2 separate regions of the Pan troglodytes genome follow, and region 1 is linked to region 2. The links are chromatin contacts, called in public HiChIP or PLAC-seq maps. All regions are on one chromosome and are shown on one strand. The core of a region is the stretch at or near the end of the contact, and the rest is flanking DNA. Distances in the headings are between cores, read along the strand shown. Region 1 holds the start of PFKFB4 (6-phosphofructo-2-kinase/fructose-2,6-biphosphatase 4). Region 2 holds the start of ZNF589 (zinc finger protein 589).

The links. HiChIP or PLAC-seq counts read pairs in DNA pulled down with a chosen protein or histone mark.
Region 1: an H3K4me3 HiChIP or PLAC-seq map of stem cell-derived excitatory neurons shows a contact between it and region 2, with 4 times the contacts expected there. The contact joins the promoter of PFKFB4 here to the promoter of ZNF589 in region 2. A contact is called at or near these places in 1 of 7 Hi-C or Micro-C datasets (stem cell-derived neural progenitor cells) and 1 of 1 datasets of contacts at active chromatin or transcription factors (stem cell-derived excitatory neurons).

What each region holds. Positions count from the first base shown.
Region 1 is chr2:52,584,387-52,587,086 of NHGRI_mPanTro3-v2.0_pri, reverse strand. PFKFB4 (6-phosphofructo-2-kinase/fructose-2,6-biphosphatase 4) reads left to right here and starts at 1,365. Exons shown (of 15, transcript XR_010155191.1): 1 at 1,365-1,576.
Region 2 is chr2:52,263,466-52,266,325 of NHGRI_mPanTro3-v2.0_pri, reverse strand. ZNF589 (zinc finger protein 589) reads right to left here and starts at 1,507. Exons shown (of 4, transcript XM_516434.9): 1 at 1,317-1,507. The coding sequence starts at 1,359.

The DNA.
Region 1 (2,700 bases), core at 116-2,615, 320 kb before region 2:
AGGAGGCGGGAAACTGCAGGAGTCCGGTGGGGGCCAAACAAGAAAGTGAGCCAGGGGTTTACGAACTTCTGGATCTCTCCCTTGTTCCTTGTCCCCAGTGCATTTTCAAAGACAAGAGGGAGATACAAATATAGTAAAAGGCAACCATAACGTATTTTAAAATGAATTTCTTAGAGATTGACATACTTAATTTATACTGTAATACTGTAAGATAGACAATGTGCACATCCCATTTTCCTGATGAAGAGAAAATGTTATTAACATATTATTTTCAAAAAATATGTAAAACTTTAGTTAAAAAAACCAAAATACTAACAAAAACAAAAAAAAATTGTAAAAAATGAAATTCTGGAAAGACAATTAAGATACTCCCAGGGCTCAGTGAGTACCCAAAGTACTTGGTTACTAAGTGCCACGCACGGCCGGGCGCGGTGGCTCACGCCTGTAATCCCAGCACTTTGGAAGGCTGAGGAGGGCGTATCACCTGAGGTCAGGAGTTCGAGACCAGCCCGGCCAACGTGGTGAAATCCCGCCTCTACTAAAAATACAAAAATTAGCAGGGCGTGGTGGTGGGCGCCTGTAATCCCAGCTACTTGGGAACCTGAGGCAGGAGCAGCCCTTGAACCCGGGAGGCGGAGGTTGCAGTGAGCCAAGATAGCGCCATTGCACTCCAGCCTGGGCAACAGGAGCGAAACTCCGTCTCAAAAAAAAAAAGTCCCACGCATGTGCTCCCAGCAGCCAAAGCAAAGAAAGAGGAACAATATTGAAATGTGTTTTGAGTCTCTATCCATGAGGTAAAAGAGCTTTTCCAGCGTGGTTGAGCATGCTCCTATGGACGGCGGAAGAGTCCCGGGGCTCGGAGCAGTCAAGGGGGACCCCGAGCAGGGGCAGGAGGGCGCAGCGGAGTTGACGGCTGGGACTGCAGGCCTACTGGCCCCTGTCGGCTCTGACCAACCTGGCCGTGCGGGTCACGTAGGCCTCGTCCCACTGCATGAAAACCCCTCCCTCCTGGGGGCCCTGGGCTCCCTAGCAAGGAGGTAGCAGAATTCACGCGTGCCGCTGCTCAGGGATGCAGCGCCAGGGCGGAGCCCGTCGGTGGGGCCTATGCAAATCAGCGCGGGCAGGTTGGGAGCGCTGAGTTTGCGCATCCGGGGCGGGCCTGCACAATCCGGGCCTTGAACTGGGGCGGGGCCAGTGCAATCCGGAGTTGAGCATGCGCATTCTCGATCCTGGCCTGAAGAACTGGGCCCACTTGTTCCAAAACGGGCGGGTAGGTGAGTTGGGCATGCGTGGTCGGAGGCCGGGCCCCTTTCAGCTGGGGCGGAGCCTACTCACTCTGGGGCGGGACCTGCGGGAAGATAGACATGGGCTGTCGCGGCTTGAGGAGGGGCGGGGCCCAAGGGGCGGGACCTCGGGTGGCCCGAGGTGGCCCGGCTGCTGGGTTGGAAGCGGCGCAGTCCGACTCATCCCGGCCCCGGGATGGCGTCCCCACGGGAATTGACACAGAACCCCCTGAAGAAGATCTGGATGCCATACAGCAATGGGCGGCCCGCTCTGCACGCTTGCCAGCGCGGTGGTGAGGCGGGGTCCTCTGGGAGGAGGTGGGAGGTGCACCGGGATGGGTGGGTAGGGCGGCCTGGGCGGGGGTCTCGCATGGAGAAGGGGCGGGAGACAGATGGGGAACCGGGGACAGGTGAGGTTGCCGTGACTGGGGAGGCTGCTGGGGACAGGTGAGGCGGTCGTGACAGTGGTGGGCCAGAGACAGGTGTGGCAGAGCAGGGGGCGGGGACAGGTGTGTGGGGGCATATCGGCTTGGCGGTGGCTAGGTCTGGCCACCATCACCTCGGGGAGGGCTCTAGCCCCCTTGCTTCCCTCTCCAATCCCCATCGCCCCCAGCCTGGGGAGGACCCTGTGGGCACCCCAGGCCCTTCCCTCTCTCCTGGCCAAGGAGTGTGGGCCGGGTTGTTGGACTGGAACTGAGCTGTGTGGCCCTAGGTGAATTACTTGGCCTCTCTGAGCCCAGAACTTTCAAAGGTGGGCTAGTTTTCCAACAGGAGGAAGGGTGCCTCTTGGCCTTAAAGCTGAGCTTGGGCAGGAACTTCAGCAGAGATGTGCTCAGGATAGAGACAGAAAAGTATGCCGTGTGGGCCTGTGTCTGTGTCCCGGGACATGTAAGTATCCACCTGGGGTCATGGGTGTACAGTAAAACTGGAGAGTGAAACAGCTAGGAGAATGCTGAAATTCATGGAATTGTTAAGGGGCTCACCTCTCCTAGGGTCCCAGGTGTTTAAACCGCTTCCTTGAGTTTCTGCCTGTCCTTAAATGAGCTGGCAGTTTTTTTTTTTTTTTAAGAGATGAGTCTCGCTCAGTGGCCCAAGCTGGAGCAAGTGCAGTGGCGTGATCATAGTTCACTGCAGCCACGACCTTCTGGGCTCAAGCAATCCTCCCACCTCAACCTCCCGATTAGCTGGGATTATAGGTGCGCCACCACACCCAGCTTTTTTTTTTTCTTTTTTCTTTTTTTTGTAGAGACAGGGTCTTGCTATGTTGTCTGGGCTGGTCTCCAACTCATAGCTTCAAGTGGATCCTCTGGCCTTGGCCTTCTGAAGTGTTGAGATTACAGGCGTGGGTCCTGGCCTGCAACTTTTTTATTACCAGGAAAAGAAAGATTTGTTTTAGGAGTAACTGAAACATTGTAAT
Region 2 (2,860 bases), core at 258-2,757:
GGAGTTGGAGACCAGCCTGGGCAACATAGGGAGACCCTGTTTCTAAAAAAACCAAACAGAAAAAAGTCTGCCCAGCCCTGTTCTAGACTGTTCCTGTTGTTACATCCAAAGTCATTTGGGGCCGGGTGTGGTAGCTCACACCTGTAATCCCAACACTTTGGGAGGCCGAGGCAGGTGGATCATCTGGGGTCAGGAGTTCAAGACCGGCCTGGCCAACATGATGAAACCCCGTCTCTACTAAAAATACAAAAAAATAGCCAGGCGTGGTGGCGTGTCCCTGTAATTCCAGCCGCTTGGTAGGCTGAGGCAGGAGAATCGCTGGAACCTGGGAGAAAGAGGTTGCAGTGAGCAGAGATCGCCCACTGCACTCCAGCCTGGGCTACAGAGCAAGACTCTGTCTCCAAAAAAAAAGTCTTTTGGGCCGGGTGGGGTGGCTAACACCCGTAATCCCAACATTGTGGGAGGCCAAGGTGGGTGGATTGCTTGAGGCCAGGAGTTCGAGACCAGCCTGGCAAATATGGCGAAATCCCCTCTCTACTAAAAATACAACAGCCGGGGTGGTGAGGCGCCGCCTGTAATCCCAGCTACTCCGGAAGCTGAGGCACGAGAATCACTTGAGCCTGGGAAAGCGGAGGCTGCAGTGAGCCTAGATCCCGCCACTGCACTCCGGACCGACTCAAAAAATATAAAAATATAATATACTCCGGGCGCGGTGGCTCACGCCTGTAATCCCAGCACTTTGGGAGGCCGAGGTGGGCGGATCACGAGGCCTGGAGTTCAAAACCAGCCTGGCCAACATGGTGAAATCCCCGTCTCTACTAAAAATACAAAAATTAGCCAGGCGTGGTGGAGGGCGCCTGTAATCCCAGCTGCTCGGCAGGCTGAGGCAGAGAACTGCTTGAACCCGGGAGACGGAGATTGCAGTGAACGGAGATCGCGCCACTGCACTCCAGCCTGGGCGACAGAGCGAGACTCCGTCTCAAAATAAATATGATATAATATAATAATACAAAATGCTGTTCTTCAGTTGCACTCCACACCTCTCAAATGCTCAGCAGCCATTTATGGCCAATGACTGCCGGAGTGCACAAGTGCAGGATGCCCGGTGAAGAGTCGTGGAGTGAGCACCGTGGAGACTGTACGGGACACCTAGGGAGGAACCTGGCCCCCCAGGGGAGTAAGAGCCGCTGTAGGGGTAGTCAGCGCCTCACACAGCTCGCACCCCACGCGCATCCCTGGTGGATACGGCCGACGCCTGCGCGGCGCCTGCGGCTGGAGCACCGAATGGGGGAGGCGGTCTCGCGGCCCCGACTCACCTTCCGCAGCCCAGCCCAGTAGCTGCTCCCGCGGGGCCCACATCTGCGCACGCACGCACGAAGCAAACGAGGTAGCAGCACCGTGTGTGAAACGGATTATAATGCGCACCGCGGGCCACTGGCGGCGCCAGAAGAAAGAAGCAGGACTGGGTGAAGTGCGTCACCGCGCGGCGCGCAGCCTGCCGGGAAGCGTAGTTCTCGGGGCGGAATGCGGCTTGTGCAGGGCGAGAGAAAATGCTGAGGCGCACTTTGACCTTCTAGGTCCCCCTCGGCCGCAATATTTGGGGTTGTGCTTACCACAGGTACCCATAAGCAAAATATAGTGTTGTTTTCCATGGTTGTAAACATTATATAAATACTAGCTCTTTTGCGCAGTTCTATAATGACACGTGTTGACCTGTTCATTGTGTGTTCACTGCTGTGTGGTATCTAATGTAGAAATACACCAGGACTCCAATTGGACAGACTCATGCGCATCCATGGAGAGCTTCTCAAGGACAGTGGTTCGCAAACTTGTTGTTAAAATCCTTTTACACTCTTAAAAATTACTGAGGACCCCAAAGAGCTTTTGAAACCGCCTTTGCAAAATTATACCTAAGGAAATTATGATGTTATAGGAGTTATTAAGAAATTATTTTAAGCAGATAGAGAAGGAAAGGGGTCCTTGGGAAGTTTTTGTTTCTTTTAAAGCAGCTCCAGAAAGGTTTCTTGTCTAGCAGGAAAGCCTGGGCTCCTAGAGCAGGATGGCAAGCTTTGATATGGAAATGCAGGCCATTAGAAACTGGACGCACCCAAACATGGCGATTCCCGCCGTCCTTTTCTTTGCCCTGACATGTGCCTGGCAACATGGCCACCCCCCACATATTCCCACGTGTGTAGAACTTCATGGAGCCCTACATTTGCATATTAAAAAGCTAGGGTGGGAGGGCCAGGTTTTTGGCTGCCACATAAATGACACATCTGATCAAACTAATCCCCTGAGCCCTATGGAAACCAGACACCGCCTCCTCCAGCATCCTCAGATAAGCAGCCACTTTTCCGCACACGGCGCTTTCTCTTTGTTGGAATCCCCGCTCCCTCTGTCTCTGTATGGGGGAGCTGTTTTCGTCTTCCTTCCTTCTTTCTTGCCTATTAAACTTTTCGCTCCTTAAAACCACTCCACGTGTGTCTGTGTTATTAAGCCTATCAGAGACCAAGGACCCTGGTGTTCCTCCAGTCATCGGAGCCTTATCAATGACAGTAAAAGATATCAGATCTAACCCACCTCATCTTCCTTTCAACCTCTAAACTGTCTTTGTCCACTTCTGGGCATAGGCCAAAGTAGCCTTGGGAAGGAATTCAGTTTATAGCTTAAATAATAGCCCTTCCCAAGGGCTAAACTGTTCTTGTAAAATGAATGAAAGGCCACCAGCCACCAAAGTAGGATGAGAAGGGCTGGAATTCTAAATATTACCAGCCATTATTCCAGAGGCCCTAAGACGCACAACTTCCCCAATTACTCTTTTGAAGCACAACTTCCCCAATTACTCTTTTTTTTTTTTTTT